Regions from separate parts of the Sus scrofa genome. Here region 1 is linked to region 2. A link is a contact called in public Hi-C data. All regions are on one chromosome and are shown on one strand. Each heading gives the region's core, a stretch centred on a gene start, on an enhancer-like site or on the middle of the called end of the contact. The rest is flanking DNA. Distances are from core to core; before and after follow the strand shown. Region 1 overlaps SUGCT (succinate--hydroxymethylglutarate CoA-transferase). Region 2 holds the start of INHBA (inhibin beta A subunit).

Region 1 (5,235 bases), core at 1,713-4,212, 1.4 Mb after region 2:
CAGTAACAATTCGGTAACAGATTTAAAGTAGTATTTGCTATTGGGAAGAGATATTTATTTAGAAATTGTGTACCCAGAAATGATTGACCTCATTTGCATTTAAATAATTTAAAAGGTATACAAAATTAGTCAAAACATTTTTAGTTTACTAAATATTATCTTTTCATACTTAAAGATTCTGAGGACAGCTATCTCGGGTTTGTTATCTGAAGAAAAACCTATTTCTTCAATAAACTTTGAGTTTCAAATGTTCAAATAGGACTCTCATGTCTCAATCTGAGCCGAAGCTTCAACCCAAAGAGGACACCCTAAGTGCTAAAACACCAATGCAAGTTATGCTAAAAGATTATGAAACCAGGAGTTGCCGTCGTGGTACAGCAGAAACTAATCCGACTAGGAACCATGAGGACGCAGGTTCAATCCCTGGCCTTGCTCAGTGGGTTAAGGATCCGGTGTTGCCGTGAGCTGTGGTGTAGGTTGCAGACACAGTTCAGATCTGATGTTGCTGTGGCTGTGGGTAGGCCGGCAGCTGTAGCTCCAACCGGACCCCTAGCCTGGGAACCTCCCTATGCCGTGGGTGCAGTCCTAAAAAAGAAAAAAAAAAAGATTATGAAACCAGTTTTGTGGCCTGAGCTTATCGTTCACTTCAAGGTATGTGAGGAAAGGGTGACATAAAAGAAAGAATGTCCTCACAAAGAGCTGTCAGTGTGCTGTGCATTTCGCCTGCCACAGAGAGGGACAAGCTGGTCATCTTTACTTCAAGCCATGTGAGGGACATGCCAAAAAACGGCCTATATTCTGGGAATTTGAAACTACCTAAAGACTTGACATGTGCCTTAAAAAATTACCAAAAGCAAGAGGCTCTGGTCACCCCAGGGAAAGGCAGCAGAACTCACAGATTTGAAAGTAAACTGTACTCCTGGCAAAGGCGAGGAAGAAGAAGGAGGAGTTTTCCCCATGGGCTAAGTGGACAATCAGGGGAACGGAACTAGTTCATTTTAAAAGGAACTCTTTTAACAGATACACACTACATAAAACACACAACCACCAAGGACCTACCGTATAAAGCACAGGGAGCTCTATCTTTTATTAACCTATAATGGAAAAGAATCTGAAAAAGAATTATACATATATTGCAGGTAACAGATATCTACATAACTGAGTTACTTGGCTGCAGCCTTCAACTAACACAACATTGTAACACGACGGACGATGGTATGAGAGAAAGAATGTATGCACTCGTGTGACTGGGTCACTGTGCTGTGCAGCAGACACTGGCACGACACTGTAAATCAACTACACTTTCATTTAAAAAATGATACTTCACTTTAAAAAAAACTCTAAGTGACCCGAACAGGTAGACTCTACATACAGAATTCCACAAAAAGACCAAAGAGTGAGAAGTACAGCCTGAGGTCTCTGAGGAACCTGAAAGCTCCCCAAAGGACAAAGAGCCATCAACTAAGCTTCAGCCACCCAGCAGGTCCCAATGCAGGGCCCAAACACCTCAATCAAGCACCAGCTCTTTGGTACCCATTAACTCACTTCACTCTCTTCCCCAAGAGGGCCTGACTCTGAAGCAATCATAATCAGCAGCTGCAACGGAGAAGAGATGGATCATGGAAAAAGAAACTAGCTCTTCCAACACACACACACACACTCTCTCTCTCTCTCTCTGTCTCTGTCTCTGTCTCTCTCTCTCTCTCTCTGTCTTTGTCTCTGTCTCTGTCTCTCTCCAGGTTTCCAAGAGGTCAGTCTGAGATTCTGATCTCAGATGGGACTGGACTTCTTAATACTTGAGAGAAAACAACCAGAAAAAAAGGTCTGTAGGATGTCCTGGGACTTCACCCATGAGCAAGGAAAATGAGTCAAGAATGCAGGTTTGCAGAGGTAGGGTGGGAAAAAATACAGTTTCTGCTTAGCTCTACTGAGTCCAACTCGTATAACACATCTGTTATACGCGTAAGGGTAAAAAGAAGCATTTAAAGATAAAAAGGTTGTACCCTTGGGGGATGAAATGAAAGCATAAAGTCACTTTCTGGAGTCAGTCCCTGTCTACAGACAAAATACAATCTCAGTCCCTAGCTTTACAGGCTGGTTTTGAAATCCTGTATTTATGACAGTGCTGCGTTTCTCTCCCCTGCAGAGATGGTGTCATTGTTTATTTAAACACTGAGTTTGGTATGAAATGGTAAATACGTTAAACCACACTTTTGCTAAGGATCACTGAGCATAAAGTTGGACAGATGGCCACAACACTAAAACTCGGGAGGGGGGAATATGTCCTGTTAGAAGGGGCTGCAACAGAGACACTCATAATTTAGATCCGTAGTTTCCAATTCTTTCGACTATAAGGATCCCTTTTAATGTCATATCTGCGCGGATTGTTTATTCTCTCTAGAAATGATTCTTAACTAACTAAACTGGACTACTATTTTTAGAAGTTAAAAAAAAAAAAAAAAAAACCCATACCCATTGCTATGTCCTTTAACTCGGTTCTGATTCTTTCTTTACTTTCCTTCCTGCCATCCTTCCCTCCTCCCATCCCTCCCTCCTCCCATCCCTCCCTCCTCCCATCCCTCCCTCCTCCCATCCCTCCCTTCTTCATCCCTCCCTCCTCCCTCCCTCCTCCCATCCCTCCCTCCTCCCATCCCTCTCTCCTCCCTTCCCTCCCTCCTCCCATCCCTCCCTTCCTCCTCCCTCCCTTCTTCATCCCTCCCTCCTCCCATCCTTTTCTTTCTTCTTTTTCTGCCCTTCAAAATGTTTATGGGTCTACAATGCGCAGACGTCTAATCATTTTTTTTTAAAAAAGAAACATGGTCATATGGTGAATATGTAGAGAATGATGAGAATATATGTATATACACACGCATACACACAAAGACTAACTCACTCCGTAAGAATCCAAGTGCAGCAGTGTTTTGTTTTGCATTAGCGTTGCCATGATATAAACGTTGGATGCAGCTGCTAGATGACTTGCCATATCCATTTGGGCTCCTCGTTCTCTGTTATTGACTCTGAAGCACATGGGAGCCTTCAGTAATCTAAAGAAATTTTCTCTTCATAGCTACTCTCTCAAACATGAACCTTCTTTCAAGGTCAATGATGACAATGAAGTTCTTCGACGGGTCAATCAGTACTTGATTCCTACCCCTTTTTAAAGACTTTTCTTTTTCTTTTTTTGGCTACCCCCATGACATACGCAATCGCCCAGGCCAGGGTGGAACCCGTGCCACAGCAGGGACACCATGGGAGCCTTCACCCACTGCAACGCCAGGGAGCTCCTAAAGACTTTTCTTTTCCTTTTCGGCGGCGCTCGGCATGTGGAGTTCGCGGCCGGGGATCAGAGCCCACCTGCAGCTGCGACCCACGCTGGAGCTGCGACAAGGCGGGATCCTGTAAACCCACAGCGCCTGGCCCGGGATGAAACCTTCCTCCGGGTGCTGCAGAGACACCGCATGTCCCATTGCACCACGGCGGGAACTCCGAGACTCTTTTTAACGTGATTTCAACCACATCCCCTACGGCTCAAACCTCTCCCAGCAGGCACGGCACCCGGACCCTTGACGCCGCGCCCTCGCAAGCACTCTGTTCCAGGCACGCCAGCTCCCCCAGGCCTCTTCCTACTTTCGCAGAGGGTGCTCCCTCCGCCCGAGGCCCCGCCCACCCCGCCCCCCCCCCCCCCCGGCTCGGCGCGTGGCCGGCTCCTCAGGACACTTTGGCTCTGCTAAGTGTCCCCTCCCCAGAAAGGCCCTCCCTGACCTTCCCGTTTCCTGACGCATCTGCCCCTCTATTAACCTCCCCACGGTGTTGGTCTTTCCGTAACAGCACAACCTGTCAGGACGTGCCACGCTCCATTTTTCATTTGTTCATGAAACGTCTCTGACACCAGGCTGTAAACTCCTTAAAGGCAGGCCCCGGGTCTGCATTATCCGCCCTGTACACTCAACTCAGCCAGGAATCGACAGAAGCTCAAGAAGTATGTGTCCCGGTGTCGCAGTGGCGGGGGCGGGGGGGGGGGCAAGGAAGAGAAGGAGAGAGGACATCACGTGGGCATTTCCGACTCTTCCGCTGCTGCCCGTCCAAACAGAAAAGGGTGCCCTGAACACTAACACATAGGCGCACCTGCCGTGGGATCATCGGGCGGAGAGAGCCGAGTCCTGTGTGTCTCTCTTCCTGTCCCTGAGCCTCCCTGCTCACTCCCCAGGGGCAGTCATTCTCTGGAGTTCAGTATTGTCTCATTACCATGCACATGTTTATATTTTAATCACATTATCAGTGAAATACCAAAAATATATAATATTCATACGATTTTAACTGTATATGAATCATGTCATTCTCTCTATTCCCTTTTTTTTTTTTTTTTTTTTTGGCCTTTTTAGGGCTGCACACTCAGCATATGGAGGTTCCCAGGCTAGGGGTCGAATTGGAGCTACAGCTGCCGGCCTACACCACAGCCACAGCAACACCAGATCCGAGCTGCATCTGTGATCTACACCACAGCTCAGGGCAACACTGGATCCTTAACCCACTAAGCAAGGCCAGGGATCGAACCCGTGTCCTCAGGGATACTAGTCGGATTCGTTACTGCTGCACCACCACAGGAACTCCTCTGTATATCATCTTTTGCAATTTTTTTCACTAAAAATTGTATTTGTAAAATTCATCTACGTTGATCGCACCTAGAAGGGAACCTGGGGCCGCAGGACAGACTCATGTACAGTCTCGAAAGGGCCGGCCAAACAGCCTTCCAATAGGAAATCAATTTACAGTCCTCCCCCAGCGTTCAAGGCTTGCCTGGCTACATCCACACCTGGTATGGTTTGACTTTGAATGGCTGTCAATCTCTTAGTCATGAAATAAAACATTATTTTTGTCTCAATTTGTATTTGTCTAAAGTACACCGAGACTGAGTAACTTTTTGCTGGCCATTCAGGGTTCCTTTTCTAGAGCCTGGTCGTTTGTCTATTGAATTCTCTTTTCCTATTTGATTTGAAGGAATTTTTTAAATATATTCTAGTTATCAATCCTTTGTGTTATCTTCCAAGTGTCTGTGACTTGTCTTCTTGTTTTTTTGTGTGTGGTAGCTTTTGCACAAAAGGTTTTGATTTTAATCAGCGTCAAGTTTATCAATCTTTTCCTTTGTAGTTCATGTGTTCTCTATTAAATTCTTCCCTGATCTAAGGCCATAAAAATATTTTCTCATATTGTTCTCTAAAAGTTTTAAAGTTTTGC
Region 2 (5,508 bases), core at 2,344-4,843:
ATCTTTCCTCCTGTTTTTTTTTTTTTCCCCTGACTTGCTAACACTCCCCCCTCCGTCCCCAAAACATCGTGACCAACTTAACTCCTCTTTCAGGAAATGTTCACTTCTTTCCATTAATCTCATGTTCTCTTTGTAACAATTTAGAAATCATAGGACTTGAAGTTCTGATAAAGAAGAATGATGTATGAGTTTTTTGGTTTTTTTTTTTTTTTGTATTTTTGTTTGTTGTTTGTTTTTTTTTTTACTAGTTAGTTTGGGATTCTAAAGACTTGGGAAAGACACTTAGAAGGTTCACCAGCAGAGAATGACTGTTTCCAAAGTTCTTAGTGATAAATGATTTATGAAGCCGGCATTCAGTTTCAAGATGTAAAGTAATAGTGCAAGTGGGCTGGGGGCGGAGATCATCCCTCAGAGATATACATCGTTTCCTATTTTTTCCTCCACGAAATAGCTTATTTCAAAAAGGAAAATCAGAACCTGTAGGGAGAGCCCTGCGAATTTTTTTCCCCTGTCAGCAACAATAAAATACTTTGTCAATAGAGGCAACTTCATGGAGAAGTTTTATGGGAAGACACAGAACTGAGCCTGACAAGAGGGAGAAACTGACGTGCTTGATGTGCGAGTGGTCAAAGTTGAAAGCTGGTCCCTCAGTGAGCGCTCGCTGTTGGGTTGCAGGATTTTTCTAAAGGGTCGTCTAGTCAGTCAGAGGTTTCCCTGGCTCCGTGATCACCCAGGAGTGTCACAGCAGCCGAGAAAGGCTTTCCATTAGATAATGAGTTATGAAATATGTCTCACACTGGAAAAACCAGTCATCTGCTGATGTCATTCTGCTTCCAACCAATCCCAAACAAAGCCCCAGCCCTCCCTGCTTGACTGGTACCAATGTGTGACTGTACAAATAAGTAGTACAGTATAAAAATTCTCAGTGCCAATGCCATGAAGAGGAACTCCGAAGGCACTTGCCACATGATACAAGAGTCTGCTGGTGAAAGAGAGAGGACCGGAAAGGTAATGCTTTTTAATGCTTACTGCTGTGCTCTTTACACGTGCCTAGCCAGAAGGGTGAGCAGGAATTTTTACAACTTATTGGCATTTCCATGCATATTTGATGATCTGTGCCTTTGTAGGTCTTCCAGCGAGTTAAAACAGCTTTTAATAGCAGAGCATGCAAAGCGAGTATGTGTTTCTCCAACCCAGTCAGCACCTCCTTGCGAGTACCTGTGCCAGGAGAAGGCTCATTTTTAAGTTACCTTCACAAACAGAAGATTCGGGGAACGCACACAAACTCAAATACAGGGAGAATCTAAATAGTGATCAGTTGCACTTAGCTCGGTGAAGCTGGATGAGGGCTCTCAACTTGTTTGGAGCCATTCAACTTTTAGTTCTATTTCAGAGTCTCTTGTAAAACTTAATTGGACTACAAAAGCTTTGGGCACTGTCTGTGTGACGCCAAATAGGTAGATTATGTTAAGTAATCTATTTCAAAGATGTTTTATTAAGCAATTATTGACACAGATGCCCCCCCCCTTCCCCATTCTCTTTCGCCATCCCCCACTAAGAAACTAAATTAGACTCTTTAGGGAATGTTGACAAAGTCTTCACAATAATAGCAGAGGAATTGACGTTTCTGGAGGTAAAATCCCAAAGGTGGCTGGTAACAGAGGGATTGCTGCAGTCAGTTGCTTTAGAAAAGGGGGACAGGGTATCCAATTAAGAGAAGCATCCTTACCTGTGCGAGCTGTAATTTTAACTCAGCATCACACTTGTCTCACCCGCATCCCCTTGCCTTCAGAGGGGATGCTTGTAAATAAGGGTATTTATTAACTTTTCCCACCCAAAATGCATTGCTTAACTGTAATGCTCTGAACACACTAGGTGTCAGATATAAGCCGACTGTATCTACAGAAACTGAGAGGGCTTATGTGTGGGAAAGAAACCGAGAGGGAGGGAAAGCTTTAACAGATGGACCTCTTAAAGATACTTCTGCAAGATAAAAGCAATAAGACAGAAAATGAAAAAAAAGGGGGGGAGAGAATTAAAAAAAACTCAGAGAGGCATTGTTTAAACATTCACATTTTTCTTTTTGCTGTGAACACTGAAATCCGTGATGATTTCATCTTGTGCTGTTCCTTGGAGAGAAAAAGAAGCCGTCAGGGGGCCAGTCCATGAGCAGACTGGTCTGGAATGGGGATGGGGGTAGGGGCCAGGCTGAACAAACTACCACATGACAGAGAAAGTCATTTGCCCATATATTTTAGCGATTCTTTCCCCCTAGGACCAGTTATTCAAGTCACGGGAGCGCACTCTTTATATAAAATAATGTGGGAAAGGCCAACTGACTTGTGCGTTTTATCTGTGCAGTCAGTCAGGGCCAGCGGTGGTAAGCTGTCATCTGTGCGTGTGTGTGCAGGGCAGAAGGGGCACGGCTAAGAGAGGGTGCAGAGCTGCACATGACAGGAGCGTGGACCACGCTGCCTGCCAGCCCGCCTGCCTGTGGATCTTCCAATGCCCGGCTGCATTTTTGCATTTGGGGAAAAGTAGAGTCTGTGACATGACCCCAAACAAAAGTTCTCTGATCTCTGATCGCCCGCCAGCGTGGACGGCCCTGAACACTGAACTATGAATGAAGGGCGGGGGAGGGGGGCGGGGGGGGGCGCTCTGCAGGATTCCCTCAGCCCAGGAGGATGGGCTGGCCCCTCTTCCCAAGCCCTCCATCACCTGTCCGCCCCCTCCGGGGACCCTGAACCCCACCTTCCCGCCGGGGGTGTCCGAACCCCTGAGTCGGTGGCTCGGCAGGTGGAGGGGCGCTGGGCCAGGCTGGTTCCGGCGGGTCCTCTCGGTGGATTGATTGAGATAGGGCGTCTGTGTCTGGGCTTTGCTTCCCCCCCCCCCCGCCAAAAAAAAAAAAAAAAAAAAGAGGAAGAAGGTGAAGCAAGGGGACTGGGCAGAGAAAGCAAGGGAGGGAAAGGAGAAGTGGCCCAAAATCAGGAGCGTTTCCTCGCGGAGGGGAAGCAGACCTCGGGCGGCGGGTGGTGTGTGCAGAGAGGTGTGTGCGAGGGAGCCGCGAGCAGCAGGCGAGCAGCCCGTCAGAGCGGGCGGTCCCTCCCCTTCCTAATCTCAGCCTTTACTCGCAGCGCGGCTCCCTCCCTCTCCCATTCACTCACTCACTCGGGGCCAATCGCTCCCTCTCTCCCCCTCTCCCCCCCCCTCCCTCCCCGTCTCTCTTCCCTCCCATCCTCTCTCTGTCTCTGTCTCCCCCCCCCCGTCTCTCCCCCCTCCCTCCCTCCCTCCCTCCCTCTCTCTTACTCTCCTCCCTGACAGCCACAAACCTACAGCCCCGACTGCATCCAGAGAGGGAACCTGCAAACAAACTTCACAGCAAACTTTTTGTTCTTGTTCCAGAGAATTGACTGAAGAGGAGACAGGAAACAAACAAACAAAAACAAACAAACAAACCAACCAAAACACACACACACACACCAAAACCCCAAAAAGGAAAGAGAGAGAGAAAAAAAAAAAAGCAAAAAAAAAAAAAAAAAAAAAAAAAAAAAAAAAAAACCCGTGCGTGAGGGGGAGGAAGAGCGGAGCCTTTTAAAAGGGCCGTCACCACAACTTTGGCTGCCAGGATGCCCTTGCTTTGGCTGAGAGGATTTTTGTTGGCGAGTTGCTGGATTATAGTGAGGAGTTCCCCCACCCCAGGATCCGGGGGGCACAGCGCAGCCCCGGACTGCCCGTCCTGTGCGCTGGCCACCCTCCCAAAGGATGTACCCAACTCTCAGCCGGAGATGGTGGAAGCCGTCAAGAAGCACATTTTAAACATGCTGCACTTGAAGAAGAGACCCGATGTCACCCAGCCGGTACCCAAGGCGGCGCTTCTGAACGCGATCAGAAAGCTTCATGTGGGCAAAGTGGGGGAGAACGGGTACGTGGAGCTGGAGGACGACATCGGGAGGAGGGCGGAAATGAATGAACTCATGGAGCAGACCTCGGAGATCATCACCTTCGCGGAAGCAGGTGGGTGCTGGCCTGGGGGGCGGGGTGGGGGGCACGGGTCTCCGACCGCGCGGGGGGAACCTGCCGCCCTCCAGCTGCACCCGCCCGGGAAGGTCGTGCGTTCGCCGGGCGCGGGAGCGGGCCGGCCGGGGGGCGACCAGGGGCGGACCGGGAGGGAACCTCCCGGAGCCGGGAGCCCAGGCAGAGCCCCGGCCGGCGGCGGCAGGGAGGGGGTCGGCGTACACTTGCTCCGCTCGGCCGGTCGCGCCGAGGAAGCGCTCGGCCGATCCCGGAGCAGGAAGCCGGCGGGAGAGAGGCTCCCTTGCCCTGCCCGGGAGAGCAGAGCAGGGCGGCGAGAGGAAAGCCGGGCAGTTTCGGGGGGCTGGGGGGGGCGGGAGGCTTCCGGACCCCATCCGAAGTTTCTACCCGGGGGCGGGGGAGGGGGCGGCGAGCGCGGGATTGGGGTGGAAGGGCACGGAGGAAGTCCTTGTCGCCCAAGCAGCCCTTTTTCTTTAAAAGTCCAATCAGGGGCCACCTTCCAGAAGCGGGGCATCTGCATTAGTGACAGTCGTGTTTACCTTTGGCAACTCGGCTTCGAAGGAGCACAGGCATCACGTTTTAGGCAGGGACGAGCGAGAGCGACGTGGGGGTGGGGGTGGGGGTGGGGGTGGGGGCACATGACATTGAACCGGCAGGCAGTTGCTTTTTGGAACACTGACTTTTGCTCTCGGAACCAAAAAAAAAAAAAAAAAAAAAAAGGAAAAGAAAGAGTTTTGTTCTCTGTAAAGTTACTAAGAGCTCTCTGCCAAGGAATGCAACCTTGACAAAGTGCTCCAGATACTACACGGAGCTCTCACTCAATCCTTAAGAGGAAGAACTTTAATAAATAGATTCTAATCGTTGGCTCAGGACCACACGAACCTGTTGCTGAAGAAAAAAATACCTGTCAAGCGGGAGGGCTGGAGACCCGGGGCCAGGTCATTTTTACAGTTATGTGACCCGGATCCTTTTGCCTGCCTACAAGCTGGGCAAGTCCAGGCACACAGATGTGTTAATTCCATGTTACTTTCATGGTAATGCCAGGCTACAGAATGGTATCCCTTGCCAAATCCATTTGAAAGGAATGCCATTGTTTTGTTTGGTAGAGCATATGGCCAGTAAAGTGTGTGCCGGGACTCCCAGCATTGCTGTTTAAAAGTTTGCCGCAGCAGTATAAACAATTAAGGCAACACTCAGAATTTCCAATCCTGAAAACCTGTTGACTCAGATGTTATGTGCTCAAGAAAACCGTGCGAGACCTGGGCATCCTCTTGAAGGGAGCAGATAGCCTGCTGGCTTGCTGGCTTCTCCTCCTCGGCAAAGCCCTGATGTCCTAAGGGCGGTTCTAGCTGTCTCACCAGAAGCTTCTTTCCTTTCGAGAAAGGTCTGACTACTTTCTTCCTCTAAACCTTTTTTTTTTTTTTTTTTTTAATGAAGCCCCAAAGGCCCTGATACTTTTGACTTTATCTTTTGAAG

The links. A called contact is a pair of places that touch in the nucleus more often than the background predicts.
Region 1: a contact with region 2 is called in a Hi-C map of fetal skeletal muscle, with 2.7 times the contacts expected there. The contact joins the enhancer-like site here to the promoter of INHBA in region 2. A contact is called at or near these places in 3 of 5 promoter capture datasets (fetal liver, fetal skeletal muscle and liver) and 12 of 47 Hi-C or Micro-C datasets (embryonic fibroblasts, fetal heart ventricle, fetal skeletal muscle and 8 more).

The regions. Positions count from the first base shown.
Region 1 is chr18:54,247,574-54,252,808 of Sscrofa11.1, forward strand. The region is part of intron 6 of SUGCT (succinate--hydroxymethylglutarate CoA-transferase); the gene reads right to left. Among named protein-coding and RNA genes, the nearest start is that of SUGCT, 33 kb to the right of the region's middle. Within about 2 kb of position 2,963, at least 7 of the 83 cell types and tissues checked have an H3K27ac peak or open chromatin away from gene starts, as enhancers often do. A contact at or near this core is called in fetal skeletal muscle, where this site is marked.
Region 2 is chr18:52,886,091-52,891,598 of Sscrofa11.1, forward strand. It overlaps INHBA (inhibin beta A subunit), which reads left to right and starts at 3,594. Exons shown (of 6, transcript NM_214028.1-2): 1 at 3,594-4,014. The coding sequence starts at 3,627.